3 separate regions of the Zea mays genome follow, and all the other regions are linked to region 1. A link is a contact called in public Hi-C and HiChIP or PLAC-seq data. All regions are on one chromosome and are shown on one strand. The core of a region is the stretch at or near the end of the contact, and the rest is flanking DNA. Distances in the headings are between cores, read along the strand shown.

The links. A called contact is a pair of places that touch in the nucleus more often than the background predicts. HiChIP or PLAC-seq counts read pairs in DNA pulled down with a chosen protein or histone mark.
Region 2: a contact with region 1 is called in a Hi-C map of ear, with 2.6 times the contacts expected there. The contact joins the promoter of LOC100283785 here to the promoter of LOC100284691 in region 1. A contact is called at or near these places in 2 of 25 Hi-C or Micro-C datasets (ear and tassel).
Region 3: an H3K4me3 HiChIP or PLAC-seq map of leaf shows a contact between it and region 1, with 2.7 times the contacts expected there. The contact joins the promoter of LOC103638685 here to the promoter of LOC100284691 in region 1. A contact is called at or near these places in 3 of 25 Hi-C or Micro-C datasets (bundle sheath, ear and leaf) and 1 of 3 datasets of contacts at active chromatin or transcription factors (leaf).

Annotation. Positions count from the first base shown.
Region 1 is chr9:94,536,946-94,540,024 of Zm-B73-REFERENCE-NAM-5.0, forward strand. It overlaps LOC100284691, which reads right to left and starts at 1,644. Exons shown (of 1, transcript NM_001366702.1): 1 at 374-1,644. The coding sequence starts at 1,553. The coding sequence ends at 771.
Region 2 is chr9:94,927,250-94,930,328 of Zm-B73-REFERENCE-NAM-5.0, forward strand. LOC100283785 (Serine/threonine-protein phosphatase 2A 65 kDa regulatory subunit A) reads left to right here and starts at 1,598. Exons shown (of 13, transcript NM_001412582.1): 1 at 1,598-1,897; 2 at 2,190-2,612. The coding sequence starts at 2,220.
Region 3 is chr9:94,824,292-94,827,370 of Zm-B73-REFERENCE-NAM-5.0, forward strand. LOC103638685 (ethylene-responsive transcription factor WIN1) reads right to left here and starts at 1,678. Exons shown (of 2, transcript XM_008661526.4): 1 at 1,171-1,678; 2 at 74-1,007. The coding sequence starts at 1,253. The coding sequence ends at 437.

The sequences.
Region 1 (3,079 bases), core at 394-2,893:
CAATATGGATGTGGTTTGCACTATGATAAGTAGAACCTGTGCTGTGTAAGCAAATACAATTTTCAGTAAAATCAAGTATATATTAGCTACAACCTACAGAAATAACACCATAACATGGACAAACGAGCATATATGACAACCTTGTAAATTGAGACAGATTAAGTTCCAGAGAAAGATAATGGGCTAAAACAATCAAGCAGCATGGATACTGTACCTGAACATTGTGGTTGTCTATCATTGCAGCCATTGGGGTTTTCAAAAATTGGCCAAACAGAATATTGTACTGTATTTCACAATCTAAGTTCTGCTAGTTTAAGTTTAGTGGTCCTACAAAGTTGAATAGAAGGTGCACCTTTGTTGGTCCTTTGGATGTCAAACAGGAACACTTTGGGTTCACATGCTCAATGTCAATATATAACTTCAGCACAAGAGCGGGATTTTGCCGATCTACCTAAATATTAATGATGTTGATATGATACTGAGTAGTGAGTACAGACATCCAAACTTGATGAAATAGATACAAATGGAAGATTATGACAAGCTAAAAGGACTGAGTAGAAATAAATACAGAGATGATTCTTAATATGAGTACCAGAATCTGAAACTGCGCTTCTATGACTATCCTTTCAGAGGTTCCAATTGAACATTTGAATCCAGCCTAGCGTGTGATCCAACAGCCCCAATTGGTCAATATGAAACTGAGTTCTCCAATGGACTCCAACACTCCATCATATACACATATACAGGTACAGCAGAAGACGGCTAACCGCCTAGAAGTCCATCTGCAGCCACTTCTTGTAGTAAACGCACGTGCTCGGTGAGATTATCCCCTCCGGCGAGCACTCATCAATCCTGGGGCAAACCCCACAAGGAATTCCCTCCATCATCCCTCCCTGCGGAGCCCCAGTCACCAGCCGATAGCACATTGTGCCGGCCCTGACATCCCTGAACTCCCCCGTGCCGGTGCTCTTGACCTCCTCGAGGACCTTGTCGAGAACCATGGTCTTGATGATATCCCTGATCTTGTCGATAGTGTACCCGGCCCTGGGATCGTCCTTCAGAATACCGTGGTGGATCATCTGCACGGTGGCGGCGCCGAGCCTCTCGACCTGCGCCTGGCAGCAGCGGCGCGCAGTGGTTACGGCGTCAGTGTCCAGGCGGCCGTCGTGGTACCAGGTGCCGCCGGTGATCTCGGCAGAGGGCTGGAAGTCGGTGGCCATGAAGATCTTCCTGCTACGGTGGCGCACATCGCTGACCTCCTTGAGGAGCCGCCGCGTCACGAGGGTACGCACGACCTTGGTGGCGATGTTGGGGCCCATCAACAACTTCTTGCGGATATCCAGCATCCACATGCCCTTGTTGCCCGCCTCGAAGATGAGCTTGTACGCCAGGCGCTCCTGGGGGGGCAGTTGGGCGAGGATCGCCGCCGAGATGATCGGCTGCTCGGAATCGGGTGAGGGTTTGGAGGGTTCGGACGGATGTGCTTCAGGTTGATGCTTCGAGGAAGGGGAGGGCTCATCCGGCGGCAGCGCCGGGCGCTTTCGCGGTGGCATGGCGCACGAGAGGCTGGCGGCGGCGCCGCGGGGCAGGGGAGCACAGCTGCAGAAGGGGGGAAGACCGGAAGAGGAGAGCTTTTTGGAACGAATGTATGACCAGTCTTTAAAAAATGCTATCCACAACATTATTATAATAAGGCTCTGTTGGGTTCCATTAGTACTAGGACTAAAGTTTAGTCCAGCAACTAAATTTTAATCTCTACCCTGCTTGGTTGTAGGGACTAAATAGATTCTAAATACATTAAATATAACACATAAAGACTAAAATGCCCATTTTTTGTTTGACACCAGTTTTCTAGAAAGGATAATTAGAGTAAATGTTGTCCTTTAATCCCTTTTAGTACACATATGAAGGACTAGAGACTAAAGTCAATTAGTCACTACTTTAGTCCTTCCGTTTGGTAAAATAGAGACTAAACGAGACTAAAAACAGGAACTAAAGATTAGTCCCTCTAACCAAACGGGGCCTAAGTTCTGCCTTAGTTAATACCCAAACTGGTTTGATCCCTCTTCTAGTGGAATGCTTCTTGTACGGTGTTACGGCAATTTATCTACCTGTCTCGTTTCTCGGAACGGATCGAGTTGTGGAACCAGCTCCCGGTCTTGCTCCTGATGGCGCTCGATTCACCGGCCTCAACAATGGAGACCCCGCCATGAGCGTCGACGCCGTCACTGGCTCTGATCATCCCCGTCGAATATGGAGACTCCACGGGAACCGACGACGACAACCACGGTTCTTTCCTAGTTCAAGCTTCCTTGCCCTCCTCGTGTCCCATAAATTATTCATTACTACACACTACGTCAGATGCATATTGGTACCTCACCATTGAAGATGTTGACCACTCGTTGATTGAGGCACCAGCAGCGTCTGAGGACATCGGTGCTCTGAAAGAGAATTAGACTTACACCTATTTTCTAATTGATTTTGGTGGTTGAATTGCCCAACAAAAATAATTGGACTAACTAGTTTGCTCTAGTCTATAAGTTCTTCAGGTGCCAAAGGTTCACAATAAGCCAATAAAAAGACCAAGAAAAGGGTTCAAACAAGAGAGCAAAGGACAATCCGAAAGGCACTCTGGTCTGGCGCACCGCACTGTCCGGTGTGCCACCGGACAGTGTCCGGTGCACCAGGGCACTTTAGCTTGAACTTGTCACCTTCGGGAAAATCAGAGGGCGCTCCGCTATAATTCACCGCACTGTCCGGTGAGTCACCGGACAGTGTCCGGTGCACACCGGACTGTCCGGTGTGCCAGCGGAGCAACGGCTCCTTCCGCGCCAACAGTCACCTACTACAGCATTTAATGCGCGCCAGAGCGCGCAGAAGTCAGGCACGCGCGAGAAGGCGCACCGGACAGTCTACAGGACCTGTCCGGTGCACCACCGGACAGCCCAGAGGCCCCACAAGTCAGAGCTCCAACGGTCGAACTCCAACGGTCTGCTGACGTGGCTGGCGCACCGGACAGTGTCCGGTGGCGCACCGGACTGTCCGGTGCGCCATGCGACTGCAGCCTTCCAACGGCCAT
Region 2 (3,079 bases), core at 348-2,847, 390 kb after region 1:
CGTAGCGGCTGCTCCGCTATAATTCACCGGACATATCCGGTGTACACCGGACTGTCCGATGCGACTGCGGAGCAACAACTACTTCGCGCCAACGGTCACCTGCAGGCGCATTCAATACGCGCCAGAAGCGCGCAGAAGGCAGGCACGCCCATACTGGCACACCGGACATTGAACAGTACATGTCCGGTGTGCACCGGACATCCAGGCGGGCCCAGAAGACAGAAGCTCCAACAGTCGGAATCCAACGGTATTGGTGACGTGGCTGGCGCACCGGACATGTCCGGTGTGCACCGGACTGTCCGGTGCACCATTCGGCAGACAGTCCCACCAAACGGCTAGTTTGGTGGTTGGGGCTATAAATACCCCCAACCACCCCACATTCAAGTGATTCAAGTTTTCCAGCTTCCAACCACTATACAAGAGCTAGCATTCATTGCAAAGCACACCAAAAGAGATCAAATCCTCTCCCAACTCCACACAAAGCCTTAGTGACTAGTGAGAGTGATTTGTAGTGTTCATTTGAGCTCTTGCACTTGGATCGCTTCTTTTCTTTGACATTCTTTCTTGTGATCAAACACTCACTTGTAATTGAGGCAAGAGACACCAAGTGTGTGGTGGTCCTTGCGGGAAGTTTTGATTCCCAAGTGATTTGAGAAGAGAAGCTCACTCAGTCCGAGGGACCGTTTGAGAGAGGAAGGGTTGAAAGAGACCCGACCTTTGTGGCCTCCTCAACGGGGAGTAGGTTTGCGAGAACCGAACCTCGGTAAAACAAATCCGCGTGTCTCACTTCATTATTTGCTTGCGATTTGTTTTGCACCCTCTCTCTCGGACTCTATTATATTTCTAACGCTAACCCGACTTGTAGTTGTGATTATTTTTGAGAATTTCAGTTTCGCCCTATTCACCCCCCCTCTAGGCGACTTTCACTACTCATCGCTGATGTGTTGTTCTGCTCAAGTGTAGTGTAGTACGACAGTGAATCCATATTCCATGCCTGATCCATTTGCCTATTCAGGCTAGGTACACCACAATTTTATACATTTTAATATATTGACCGGATACCCATGGCCCAAAGAGATGCAATCCCAAACCATCTTTATAAAATAGAGTTATAACTTATATCAAATGGACCACTTGCCCAACATCTAGAGCGTTTTAGCCTGTTGATCATGAAGCAACCCTATGATCTATCTTCCCACAAGGTTCCTTCTGGGATGCGAGATCTAGCTTCTACACGAAGCCCTCTGCACCATTATGGACAGTCCGTCGCCTACAAACAAACAGTCCACGCACCCAGAGAAGATCTTATTTATCTGCTCTACGGTGATCTACATGCGGACGGTCTGTTGACCTATCGCAGACCGTCTAGCATCTCGTAGGGAGCTCGCCAAGGTCTCGACTCCCCGGAATCGAGATCTAGGGATGGTTGATGTTTTACCAAAAAGTCGCTAACACTTATCTTACTACAGAATGTAGAAAATTCTATCCGCTTATTTACACTGTAATAATAATAATAATATAAACACTATTTTCTGTTATTTAAAACTAATATTTTAGTTGTCAGCATTGATATGAGAGGATGATATAAAATTGAGTCAAACAAATAAAAAGGAGAGTGAAAGAAAAAGAACAAAAAAAGGGAATAGCCAAATGCGGCTCAGGAGAAGGCCCCGTGTGGCCGTGTGAGCTTCCCCCGGCCCGAACGGCAGTCCCCCGCATTCCCCTAACGTTCAATCGCGTACCGTCGCTCGCCGTATTCCCCTGCCGCGCACAGTTCACTCGCGCACCTCTCGCCCCCTCGCTCTACGACGACTAGTGGGCCGCCGGCGCTGGCGCCGCCTTACGCCAGGTGCCGAGGTCTTCGTTGATCTCTTCGCCGGCGACGAGCACCCACCAGGTATTCTCATCCCTTTTCTTCACTTCCTGCCGTGCGAAGCCGAGCACCCAAACCCTAATCTAAAGCTATTTGGCTATTTGTTGGTTCCTAACCTGGAACCCTTTTGAAAAATTATCGGGTGTACATGTGTACGCTCATGCCCCTTTGCTGTGTCCGCCCCTGTTAGGAGCTAAAAACTCGCTGACCTAATTTGGCGTCCTGTAGTCAATGGTTGATAAGATTTTGGCTTTCATAATATTGTGTTAAGTTTATGAACGCTAACTTATTTCATCCCTGTTGGTGTATTTTACAGCTGGGAAAAAATCTATAGCCAAACATAATAATGGCTATGATTGATGAACCTCTCTACCCGATTGCTGTACTGATTGATGAACTGAAAAATGAAGATATTCAGTTGCGCCTTAACTCCATCAAAAAGCTTTCTACAATTGCCCGGGCATTGGGTGAAGAAAGAACAAGGAAAGAGCTGATTCCATTCCTTAGTGAAAACAACGATGATGAAGATGAGGTGCTTCTTGCAATGGCAGAAGAGTTGGGCGTTTTTATTCCTTATGTTGGAGGAGTAGAGCATGCACATGTTTTGCTTCCACCACTGGAAACATTGTGTACTGTGGAGGAGACCTGCGTCAGAGACAAGGCTGTGGAATCACTTTGTCAGATAGGAGCACAGATGAAGGAAAATGATATTGTGGACTGGTTTGCCCATGTCGTAAAGGTATGAGCACTACTTTTATTGTGCTATAGGTTTCAATGTTTTCTTATTTACTCTGACAGAAAAAGAAGTATCCACACCAATTTAAGCTAAATATGTGGTTATACATGCATCTATCTTATTAGAAATACACAGAAGTTTGTTTTTCTTTTACTTCTGTAGTTCTGTCAAACGTTCTCTTATTCTATAATCATTACCGGTGCTTCATAACACTATGCAGAAACTTATTGAATATATTTATGAATTTATAACTCTACATTCTCATTTAACAAGTTATTGGAGTCATCATCAAATTTACGATATGTATTGGAGGTGGTCTCTCCACATTTTCTAGGCCGCGGGTTCGAAGCAGCCCCTCCACATTTGCGGGGGGAAGGCTTGCCTCGGTTTATCTTTTCCCCAGACCCCACTCACGTGGGAGCCTCTGTCTGGCATTGGGTCTATCTTTTTTTATTGGAAGTGACCCACTT
Region 3 (3,079 bases), core at 428-2,927, 290 kb after region 1:
ATTTTTTATGACAACTTCATCTCGTATTATTTCAGATGTTCGTCTTTAATTTTGATGAGTATGAAAGCGGAAGAATATAATGCATGGCCAAACACAATAACACCGGCCCGCTGATGCTGATATATATATAGCCTGATATTATATTGTTGATACATAACAAATAAAGGGGTGGTATTACAGTGTGACTACCATGACTGTGGGTCTGCATATGCTTATACAAGTAAAAGCCTTTAATATATATAATTACAGAGCTTCACACAGTAGTGATTCATCTTACTATATGGTTTTTTCCTAAGCTTGATGTAGTAATAGAGGTGTACCTATATATATTATATATATATGATGCAATCTTAACTGCTTGGTCTGATCTGGGACAGTGACCTGATGATGATGTCCTGATCATATCATAATAGCTTGTAGAACCATGCGGTTTCCTTCAGATGACGAGGCTGCCTGCTGCACCCTGGAGCATCATCCCATGTGATCCCAGCAGCTCCTCGATCATCTGCAGCGCAACACTCTCCTCGTCATCCATCATCTCAGGTGGAGGCGACCCGGCCGTGACAGTGGACGACGTGGGCGTGGTGGCCGCGCCGCCGTAGCTGGGCGCGGGCTCCTCGCCGGAGGACGGCGGCGGCGGCGCGTCCTTGCTGAGCTCGACGGTCATGACCCAGCTGGAGTCGGCGCGCGCGCCGGCGCGCTTCTGCCAGACGCCAATGTGGGACTTCTCCGGGTCGAGGCGGAGGCAGGTGAGCGACGGCGACGGCGTCTTGCAGCACCTGCGGAGCTTGGCGCTGAGGATCTGCGACAGGCTGGTGCCGCCGCCGCCGCCACCACGCGCCTCCCGTGCGGCCGGCACTGCAGGGGCCAGCAGCTCCCCGGTGCCGCTCCTTGGCACGGGGAAGTTGGTCTTGGCGTTGCGGCCGCTCATGAGGACGGCGGCCTCGTCGTACGCCCGCGCCGCCTCCTCTGCCGTCTCGAAGGTGCCCAGCCACACCCTCCTCTTACTGCATATTCGATTCAAGCATGCATGCCCACCACGCCGCCATCGTCAGAACGCATGGCGAAAGAGAAAGACCGAGGCATCTACTACTACTACTAGAGAGCAGCGTGGCTAGCTAGTAGAGCTGAGGGAAGAAGATCTAGCATGGGGGGCCACCAGTTTCTTACAGCAGCGGGTGCCTGATCTCGGAGACCCAGGAGCCCCAGTGGCGCTGCCTGACGCCGCGGAACTTCTTCTTTGATTGCACCATGATGCCTGCAGATCCCCGCGCTCTGCAGGGCAGGGACGGGCCGGCCGGCAAGCACTGCAGATTCTCTGCCAGGGGAAGGAAGGAAGGAGTGAGCAGCAGTCCAGTCAGTCAGTGATGCGAGTGAGTGAGTGCCTCCGGATCAGGGAGTGGGGGTGGGTATGTGTAGATGCCGGCCGGCCGGCCCTCTTTCCCTTCCATTCCGGTGAATATTTTAGCGCTACCCCCGCACTGTACTTGCGTCCGCAGGGCAGCGTTAATGCGGTTAGATACAGCGACGACGCCCCCGGCCGGCTGTGTGTTGTGTTGTGCTGTGCGTGCGCGTGCAGTGCCACGGCTGCGCTGCGTCCAAGTTGCTGTTCTGTCAGGGTGACCTTTCCTTTCAGCAGGAACACTTGTGTCAGAGCTAGGTGGCCTGGACTCCGAAGCCCTTGCCTTGCCTGTCCTAGTGTCCTGTCGTGGGTTGGGCTTGTGGCTGGGTCGCGCTGTCGGTGAACTGCAGTGTGGTGGCGGGTGGCATAACCACCCAGCCTCGCTGCTGCTGCTGCCCTGCCAGTACTCCTCTCATTTATGGAGGGGAGCCTGAGGCCCGGTGCTTTGCATGCAAGATCGCACTAAAACCCGCTGATCAAATTAGCAATGGGAGAAGGCACACATCATGAGATGGTCGTTTTGATGGGCAGAGGTCGGAAGCAGTTGAGCGGAAGAGACCATGTCAATGGTATGGACGTATGGTGAAGGGATCGAGCAGTTAGCCTGGAAGACTCTTGTTGATCCACAGCTCCCGTCAGTACACATACACACGCTGGCAATGGAGGATTGCTTGCTTCACTCATGCATGCATGTCCATGGGGACGACGACACTGCACTGACGCTGCCGAGCAGCTGTGTTTGGCCGGGCAATAACTGCGGCATCCAATCCATCCATGCATCCACACCCCACGAGGGTCGAGGGGCAACCAATCCATCAATCAATCCGCCAATCATCCATCCATCCATGGCAACAGAAGCCCCGTAAAAAGGCAGAGCGGCAGCATCAATAATGGCGGTCCTCGCTGCCCCGGCCCTTGTCTTGTCCACGCCCAATGATCGCCCAGTTGGATACGTGTTCCTTCCTTCCTCAGCTCCTTGCAGGACGGAACCTTTTGCTACAGTAACGCTGCATGCTAGCTGCTCACTCCGTCTGTCTCCGTACGTACGCGCATCACTCGGCAGGTAAGGTTGAGGCCAAGCCATTCCACAGTGGTAGATTTCAAATTTGTGTTTTCAAGATGTAACATAATCAAGAAACAAATGAAATCATGGTTGAAACAGTACGTCTCTCACAGTGAAGAGTTTAATTGAGCAAGGTTTCATAGGTAACATGAAAAGACAAGACAATATGTCTAAGCAATAGTGTAGACATGGTTTCATCTCCATAAAACCCATTTCATATGTTTCTTCGTTAATTGCTTGCCACATCATCTCAATTGCTGACATGACACAACATTTAGTGCCCGTTTGGTTAGCATGTGACCAATGCTTGGAACGGTTCCTAGCCGGATTGCTTGTCTCATTTATATAAGCTTTGATCAATAAGAACGATTTCTGGGTGCATTCCTAGACAAAAAAGGCCTTAATGACAATGAAACCTCTATGAAACTGACATTGAAAATGACCTTACGGGGGTGGTGTTAGATCTTACATAAACTTGCGTGACCCTTAGCCACTGGATGCTTAAGAAACTAGGATTATAACTTCGAGGCTGGATGACTAGGCAACTAGGGTGATGAAGTTCGAATAAGAGATAGTGAGGTAGAACGACGACACACTTTCCTTCACTGACTGTA